Linked DNA regions of Zea mays: region 1 is linked to region 2. A link is a contact called in public Hi-C data. All regions are on one chromosome and are shown on one strand. Each heading gives the region's core, a stretch centred on a gene start, on an enhancer-like site or on the middle of the called end of the contact. The rest is flanking DNA. Distances are from core to core; before and after follow the strand shown. Region 1 holds the start of LOC100282757 (shaggy-related protein kinase eta). Region 2 holds the start of LOC100192536 (Syntaxin 43).

Region 1 (3,777 bases), core at 16-2,515, 140 kb after region 2:
AGCAGTCAAAGGCTACTCGCCGGCCGGTCATGGCGTAGCCCGTGTAGCAGCAGCAGGAGGAGCTGCCGGGCGAGCTGTGCTGCTGTCTGTTCCACTTGCCTACTGCCCGCTGGGGGTTATAATGCGATGGATTGGTGGATGCTGTTTGTGGCTGGCACTGTGGCAACGCAACGGAGGGAGGAGGCGGCAGCGGCTCCGGGTCTCCCGGAAGGTCCGGGCTTTTTTTACGCGGAAAAAAATTTGCTGCAGCCCCTCACAAAAAAGAGGATATGCTTCATCTGTAGACCAATAATACAACTAAAACGTTATCTAGTAGACATGCAGGTAAAGTTTATCCTCCTTTTTTGTGAGGAGCTGCAACAAATTTGTTTCTGCATGGGAGGCCGGGATTTTGTTTAGCGAGTACCAGCGCGACGCTTTTCCAACGTGCATGGCGTTTTGGGCGTAGCTTGGGACTGGAAAGTGGGAAATGAACTTACAACCATACGTAGTAAAGATAATGCATAGCAAATGTAAGTATAATATACTTACAATAGAGCAGGCGGAGATGTCCCCAAACCAAGTTTGACTGCATGATTGAGGCCGCCGGAAGCGGATTTGGCTGCCAGCGCGGAGCAGTGACAGACAAGAAATATATAGCCGGGTTTATACCTCCAACCACGTCGGCGTCCAATCCAACCCCAGCAGCCACACTACAGCTTTGACCGACCGACCACACCACACCATCCAGTCCTCCAGATCCATGCAGGTACACAGCAACAGCGCCGGAGATGCAACGCAACGCTGCTACACTACAGATCGGCCGGCACATGCTACGTGACAGGGGGGCGGCGAAACGTGTGACCAACCAAACTACGTTCGGTGCTACGCTGCTGCTCGTGCTCCGTTCCCCTGCGTCTCACGCCTTAATCCTCGTCTAGCCCTTAGAGGATGGAGATGGGAAAGATTCTCCATCACGCCTTTTTTTGTTTTCAAGATGTGTAACGTAACGCTGCTAGAGCAGCCAAGATAAGATCCACAAGCAGTTCATTACTCCCGCGGTTTAGCACCTCCTGATTACCAAAACCAGGCTCTCCGAATCCGAAATCGTGCGCGGAGACAGGAAACGGCTCACCGTCGCTGCCAAAGTAGAATCCGTCTCCGATAATAAAACACGGCAGTCAGCGGCACACTTATCGCAAAGCCAGCCAGCCAGCCAGCCAGCAGCGGCTGTCCCAAGCTGTCCAAAGCCAAGCCAAGCGCGGCGCGGCGGCAGTCCTCTCCTCGCAGTCGCAGCAGGGCCGAGCCGACCGGTCAAAAGCACTGCTGCCCCACCCCAACCCACCACCATCCCCGTTCCCCAACCCCCAAAGCCGAGAGCCATCCCGCCCGCAGCCGCAACCAGGCAAGCAAGCGGGAGCCGCCAACTCGTGCCTCTCGGCAGCGGCGTCTGAACTCTGAACCGACCGACCGACCGACCGTTCCGTTCCGTTCACCCCACCATGGAGGCGCCGCCGGGACCGGGGCCCATGGAGCTGGACGCCCCACCTCCCGCCGCCGCCGCCGCGGCGATTCCTCCCGCCGGCAGCGACAAGGTGAGCGGGTGGCCCAGATCTGGGTCTGGCGGTGGCGGGCGCGGCCTGGCGCCGCCCGATCTGCTGCTTCCTGCGGGCTGCGCCTGCGGGGTGATGCATGTTGTGCTAATGGCGCCCTTTCACCTTTCCGTGTTTGCCGCAGCACAAGGACGGGGAAGGGGGAGACGCTGTGACGGGCCATATCATCTCCACCACCATCGGCGGGAAGAACGGCGAGCCCAAGCGGGTAAGCTACCACTTCTCTCGCTGTCTGTCCTGCCTCTGCCTGTCGTGCCGTTGCGTGCGTCAATGCTGCTGCGCGCGGCTATTGCGCTTCAACTGGTTCCGATTGTGCTGTAGCGGCTTTTGCGGTCGGGGACCCGAACTTGATCTGGTGGTTTGCGCTTGCGCATGGGTCCGTGTTTCGTGCCTCTCGTTTAGCTGCTAGGTAGCTAGAGCCAGCATGCTGGTGAAATCTGTAGCGGCTTTAGTTCTGATTTTGGTGATGAATTATGCTGTTCCCACCGCTTTGCGGATTCTGGCTGGCTGTGCAGACAATAGCGCTCTTCGCTGCTTTAGTGCTCCAAGCTGAATTATGTGCCTGACTGCTTCAATTTGTGCTCCGTTGCTTCGAGTTTCCAAGGCTCTAGCACGCATTTATAGGAAGCATGGTCGACCAGTTCCGTGTCTAGTTTTGTTGTGTTCGCAATAGAAATGCTGCCTATTAGATTAGTTACATGTGTGAGGATCTGAATTCCTGCCTGCTCAGATACTCTGTCTGATGCCAGCCTACTTCTAGAGTCCGGTTAGCCTCATCTCGTCCTCAGTTACTCACGTGCTGTTCTTATTCCGGCCTTAATCGCAGACCATCAGTTACATGGCAGAACGTGTCGTGGGCACAGGCTCATTTGGGATCGTCTTCCAGGTATGGTGCTCGGCCATGGGGGAGGGGGCTCTTCTTTGTGGCTGCGCCTAACACTGGTTGATGCAACGTGCACTGAATTGGTTCTGGCATGTAGGCTAAGTGTCTGGAAACAGGAGAGACCTTCGCCATCAAGAAGGTGCTGCAAGATCGGCGTTACAAGAACCGGGAGCTGCAACTTATGCGTGCCATGGAGCACCCCAACGTCATCTGCCTGAAGCACTGCTTCTTCTCGACAACGAGCAGGGACGAATTGTTTTTAAACCTTGTCATGGAATTCGTCCCTGAGACTCTATACCGAGTCCTGAAGCACTACAGCAATGCGAACCAGAGGATGCCTCTTATCTACGTCAAGCTCTACATGTATCAGGTTTGTCAACCAGCAGCTTAACTCTTGTGAGACTGCCAATGCGTGCTCTCATTGTTTTGCTAATTGTCTTCTTCTTTTTTGTGATGTTTGCAGCTTTTTAGAGGCCTAGCTTATATTCATAATGTACCAGGAGTCTGCCATAGGGATGTGAAGCCACAAAACGTTTTGGTATGTGTCATGTGGACAAGGATTTGTTCTTCCTTTGATTTGGTAATTAGTTCTGAATTGGTCTCGTCGTCTCTCTTTGATGTACAGGTTGATCCTCTCACCCACCAGGTCAAGCTCTGTGACTTTGGTAGTGCAAAAGTTCTGGTATGTTGTTTTTCTTTCCTCGAGGATCTGTAGTCACATCCTTTTGTTTTATGCTCTTTTTTAAAAATATTGTTATCAAAGGTTTAATCATGTGCAGTTACCTTTATCCTATTTGAGCTAAGACTTATTCAACGGTTTGCGGAGCTGTGTTAGTCTGTATTATCATTAGTTCTTTTACTTCTGTGTGAAATTCCAATCTTGAACTTGACTGTAATTCATGTGTTATAATAATTGGACTCTTTACTTGTATACCGTAAATCTTTGATCCACATGTTAATCAGTTCCTTATGCTGCTTTGTCAGATTCCTGGTGAACCGAACATATCTTACATATGCTCTCGTTACTATCGTGCCCCTGAGCTCATATTTGGTGCGACGGAGTATACAAGTTCAATAGACATATGGTCAGCTGGTTGTGTTCTAGCTGAGTTGCTTCTTGGACAGGTTGGTTGCCTTCATATAATGATTCACCTAATATAATGTATGATGTGATTCTAACCTCTTGGATCTTGTGTATGTATCAGCCACTATTTCCAGGAGAGAGCGCTGTTGATCAGTTGGTAGAGATCATCAAGGTATTGCAAAATGTTCCAAATAGAAATTCTATTCCTCTGCCGCGAC
Region 2 (3,689 bases), core at 880-3,379:
ATGCTACAATACTTGTACTGAAGTTTAACCTAGAACACTAGTACGGATATGTGTCGTCGGTTGAGTAGTCACGACCATCGTCGTAGCCCACAAGGTCTTCATACTTAATTGGTGACTCTTCGTCTATCAGCAGCTCGTCTTCTGAATCATCTTGTATGAGAAGCTCCTCTACTGCTTCCTCTTGTTGTGGATGTTCTTTCACTTCACTCTTAGCCATATTTTCTACCTCCCACTGAGTTTGCACTGCTACGTCTTCAAGATCCTTGGCGAGGTCGTCAATCTCAACTAGTGCTCGGTTCAATTCGTCGAGGAAAGGTGAGTTGAAAGGCTGGAAGGCTGATTTGACGACATCAACGATGTCACAACTACGCTTTTGAACAACTCTGAGCAGAGTAGCCAGTGCTTTACGGAGCTTTTCGTTCTCCGAATCCATGGCTACATCAAACACAGTGTTCAATTAGTTAACATCGACTACAATTTAAGTATGTTATACAAACTACTCAATCGAAGGGATTCCAAACTATGAGTACAGAGTTCAAATTTGCAGATTAGGTTACCTGTTGCATCTATGTCAACCTGTTATAAATTTGCAGATTAGGTTACCATGGTCGCATACAAAATTCATGTTGAGTAATTTGAATCTGGACAGAACCGAATCATAGGGGACGAACAACCCCCCAAACCCGAAATGGATCCCGCAAATCCGGTCTAAATTGAAGCATCCGGACACAACAATAAGCCATTGATGCATGAAATTCATGCGCATTATTTACAATGCTCAAGATCGTAAACCCTAAACAGCCCAGAAACCCTAATCCATACTACCGAATACGAACAATACAATACGGTAATGATTAAGTACTAAACAAAAAAGGATTTGTGTAGTTCGTACCTCGCTGTTCGCGGATCTGCCTTGGTGGACCGAATCGAAGACGAAGACGACAGCGGCGAGGAGGTTCTCTTCCTTTTGTCGGCTGCCTTCGACGAAGTCGGCGGACGACGAAGCCTTTTGCCGATGGCGACTCTCCGGCGACGAACAGGGGGAAGCTGGCTTGGATCTTCGGTTACGGGGGGTCGCGCGGCCTCGGTTCCAAGGGATGCGAGCTCTACGCCGACAGACCCGCCTCCGCACGGCCGCTTCTCGCCCTCCTGCCTCGATGCCGGCGGCGAAGCGCGCCGGATCGAGGGCTCGGCCCCGGAAGATGCAGTCGCCAGCGCGGGGTAGGAATGCGGGGAAGTTTCCTGGCGGCGGCTGGTGGACGAAGAGCGCGGATAGCGCACTCCCGGAGCCCTCCACATTTAGAGTGCCTGCCACATCCTCTAAAATTTAGAGGACGGTATAGAGTGCCTTGCTGGAGCCGTAGGGGACCTGACAGTCCTCTATATTTAGAGGACAAGACCCTTTACAGGGTGCTGTTGGAGACAGCCTCAATCTCAAACGAGACCACGACCCGTAGCAGGTGGTACTTAAGAGCGTGACCATGGTGCATGGGGCTGCGCGGCTGAGAAGAAGAATATCCGGTGACGTCACCGGTGGTTCAGTGGTGGTACTAGGAAGGACGGACGGGATGGGACCGGGGTAGGCCGCGCCGCACCGCATTTACGACACGGGAACAAGGAGTGGTAGACCCAGCTGCTACAAATATCAAAAAAGGAAACAAAAATATAGATCAGGAAGATTTAAACCTTGACTGTAAACATAGATACGGAGTTTGACGCCAAGATCTATGGTGTCAAGGGTTGGCGCCGACCTACCGACACGTGGTCGTCATGCAAGCACCGCGTCAATCCACGTCGTCGAGACATAGGCGTCAATAGCAATGGCGTTGGTCCGTGTTAGATAGGCGTCAATGTTATTAGCGCCGATCCATGGACTTATTTTTTAAAATGAAACTCAAAAAGACATATTTATGAAAATAAAATAAAATAGCTAAATTGCAAAAAAAAAGTTGGCGGCTACCGAGGTACCGTCCTAGTCCACAAATGCATTTGAAAGGCAAAGGCTGCAACTGTCGCAGCAGGCCCGCAAGCGATGTGCGATCACGGCCCAGCCCAATGCTTAACAGCGAACGTGCACGATCCAGCCGAAGGCCCGAATAAACAGCCCAACACGCGCCCCCATTGCTTTCCTTTGGGGTGAAGGGAGCGGAAGTCGCCCCCTCCCTCGACTCCCCCAGGCCCCAACGCCACCGTGTCCTCCCCCGCCCACAGCCGCGTCGCGCACCAACTCCAATTCCTCCTCTCCGAGCGCCCCCACCCACCTCGACGCCTCGCCTCGGCCGTTGAGATCTCGCGCGCCCGCGGCGGCATGGCGACGCGCAACCGGACGCCGCTCTACCGCAAGTACCGCGACGCGCTGCGGCACGTCCGCGCGCCGCCCGGGGCGCCGTCGTCGTCCGGCGGCGGCGGCGGCGGGGGAGGGCCGGTAATCGAGATGGCCTCACTCCTGCGCTCCGACCGCCCCTACGCGCCCCTCAGCACCGACGACCCCTCCGCCTCCAGGTGCCACCACCTCCAACTCTCCACAGCCCTCCTCACATCTCGTCTGGTCTCTCGGACGTTTGGGAATATCAGTGAAGGTAACTAGTTGCGAGACGGGAGTTTCTCAGCTAGATCGAGAGGCGTCTGACCGTGCTAACGAGTAGACAGAGTGAGCTAATTGGCCGGTGACTCAAATGAAGTGGTTGAATTGCAGATCACTAGACTCGCCCATTAGATTGTCTGATCTAGTCAAGCCTTTGCGTATTTGCTTATTACTACGAGGCAATGACGTGTGTAACCTTACTGGGGATGGGAATCTCCACCACTAGATCGAGCAAATGTAAGGCTTGCCATAGCATGTCGGTCGACGGTGATCAGTGGCTTAGGCAGTAAAGCTGTAGTGCTCTGTTCTGATTTGCAAACGCAAAGGTTAACTACTAGCGTTGGTTGGTTGGACCCCACTGGTGAGATGAAACGAACGCAGCACTGACATTTGGTTTCTGTGTTGCAGTAGAGGCGCTGCGACGGTCGGGCTACCCCCAGCCTGGGTGGATGTCTCTGAAGAGATATCCGCAAACATGCAGCGGGCAAGGACGAAAATGGCGGAGCTGGCTAAGGCGCATGCCAAAGCCTTGATGCCGTCCTTTGGTGATGGCAGAGACGACCAACGAGCCATTGAGGTTCTCACGCACGAGGTAACGGACTTGCTAAAGAGGTCGGAGAAGAGGCTGCAGAAGCTGTCCATGAAAGATTCGTCAGAGGACTCAAATGTCCGGAAGAATGTCCAGGTAATAATAGAACCTTATTTAGCATTGGCAGTTACAAGTTTAAGAGTGACAGTTCGTGCTTCTTTGTTCCCCGGTTGATGGGCAAAACACCCCTGGCTGTTTATGTGCAGCGTTCTCTTGCTACAGACCTGCAAAACCTGTCAATGGAGTTCCGGAAAAAGCAGTCGTCGTATCTAAAGCAGCTTCGTCAACAAAAAGAGGTTCCTTTCTGTTGTCATCAGATAATTTGGTACTGATAGAATGGTTGCCCAACTCCGACTGGTATGCTTTATCTACGAATACCTTTGCAGGGTCAGGACGGTGTTGATTTGGAAATGAATATAAACGGAGCAAAGTCTACATTTGAAGATGATGAGTTTGACGATGTGGTATGTTTGACACTTGCCCGCTTCCAGGACTCCTTGAGACTTGCATACTAGT

Evidence for each region. Hi-C and Micro-C count contacts between places; a contact is called where the count stands out from the background.
Region 1: a Hi-C map of ear shows a contact between it and region 2, with 5 times the contacts expected there. The contact joins the promoter of LOC100282757 here to the promoter of LOC100192536 in region 2. A contact is called at or near these places in 16 of 25 Hi-C or Micro-C datasets (bundle sheath, ear, endosperm and 6 more) and 1 of 3 datasets of contacts at active chromatin or transcription factors (seedling).

The regions. Positions count from the first base shown.
Region 1 is chr3:4,408,943-4,412,719 of Zm-B73-REFERENCE-NAM-5.0, forward strand. LOC100282757 (shaggy-related protein kinase eta) reads left to right here and starts at 1,266. Exons shown (of 12, transcript NM_001155663.2): 1 at 1,266-1,574; 2 at 1,717-1,800; 3 at 2,419-2,478; 4 at 2,573-2,845; 5 at 2,939-3,013; 6 at 3,101-3,157; 7 at 3,460-3,600; 8 at 3,681-3,731. The coding sequence starts at 1,482.
Region 2 is chr3:4,269,424-4,273,112 of Zm-B73-REFERENCE-NAM-5.0, forward strand. It overlaps LOC100192536 (Syntaxin 43), which reads left to right and starts at 2,130. Exons shown (of 8, transcript NM_001137755.2): 1 at 2,130-2,502; 2 at 2,993-3,269; 3 at 3,380-3,469; 4 at 3,560-3,637. The coding sequence starts at 2,309. It overlaps LOC103649603, which reads right to left and starts at 1,059. Exons shown (of 2, transcript XM_008675340.2): 1 at 893-1,059; 2 at 1-435. The coding sequence starts at 433. The coding sequence ends at 38.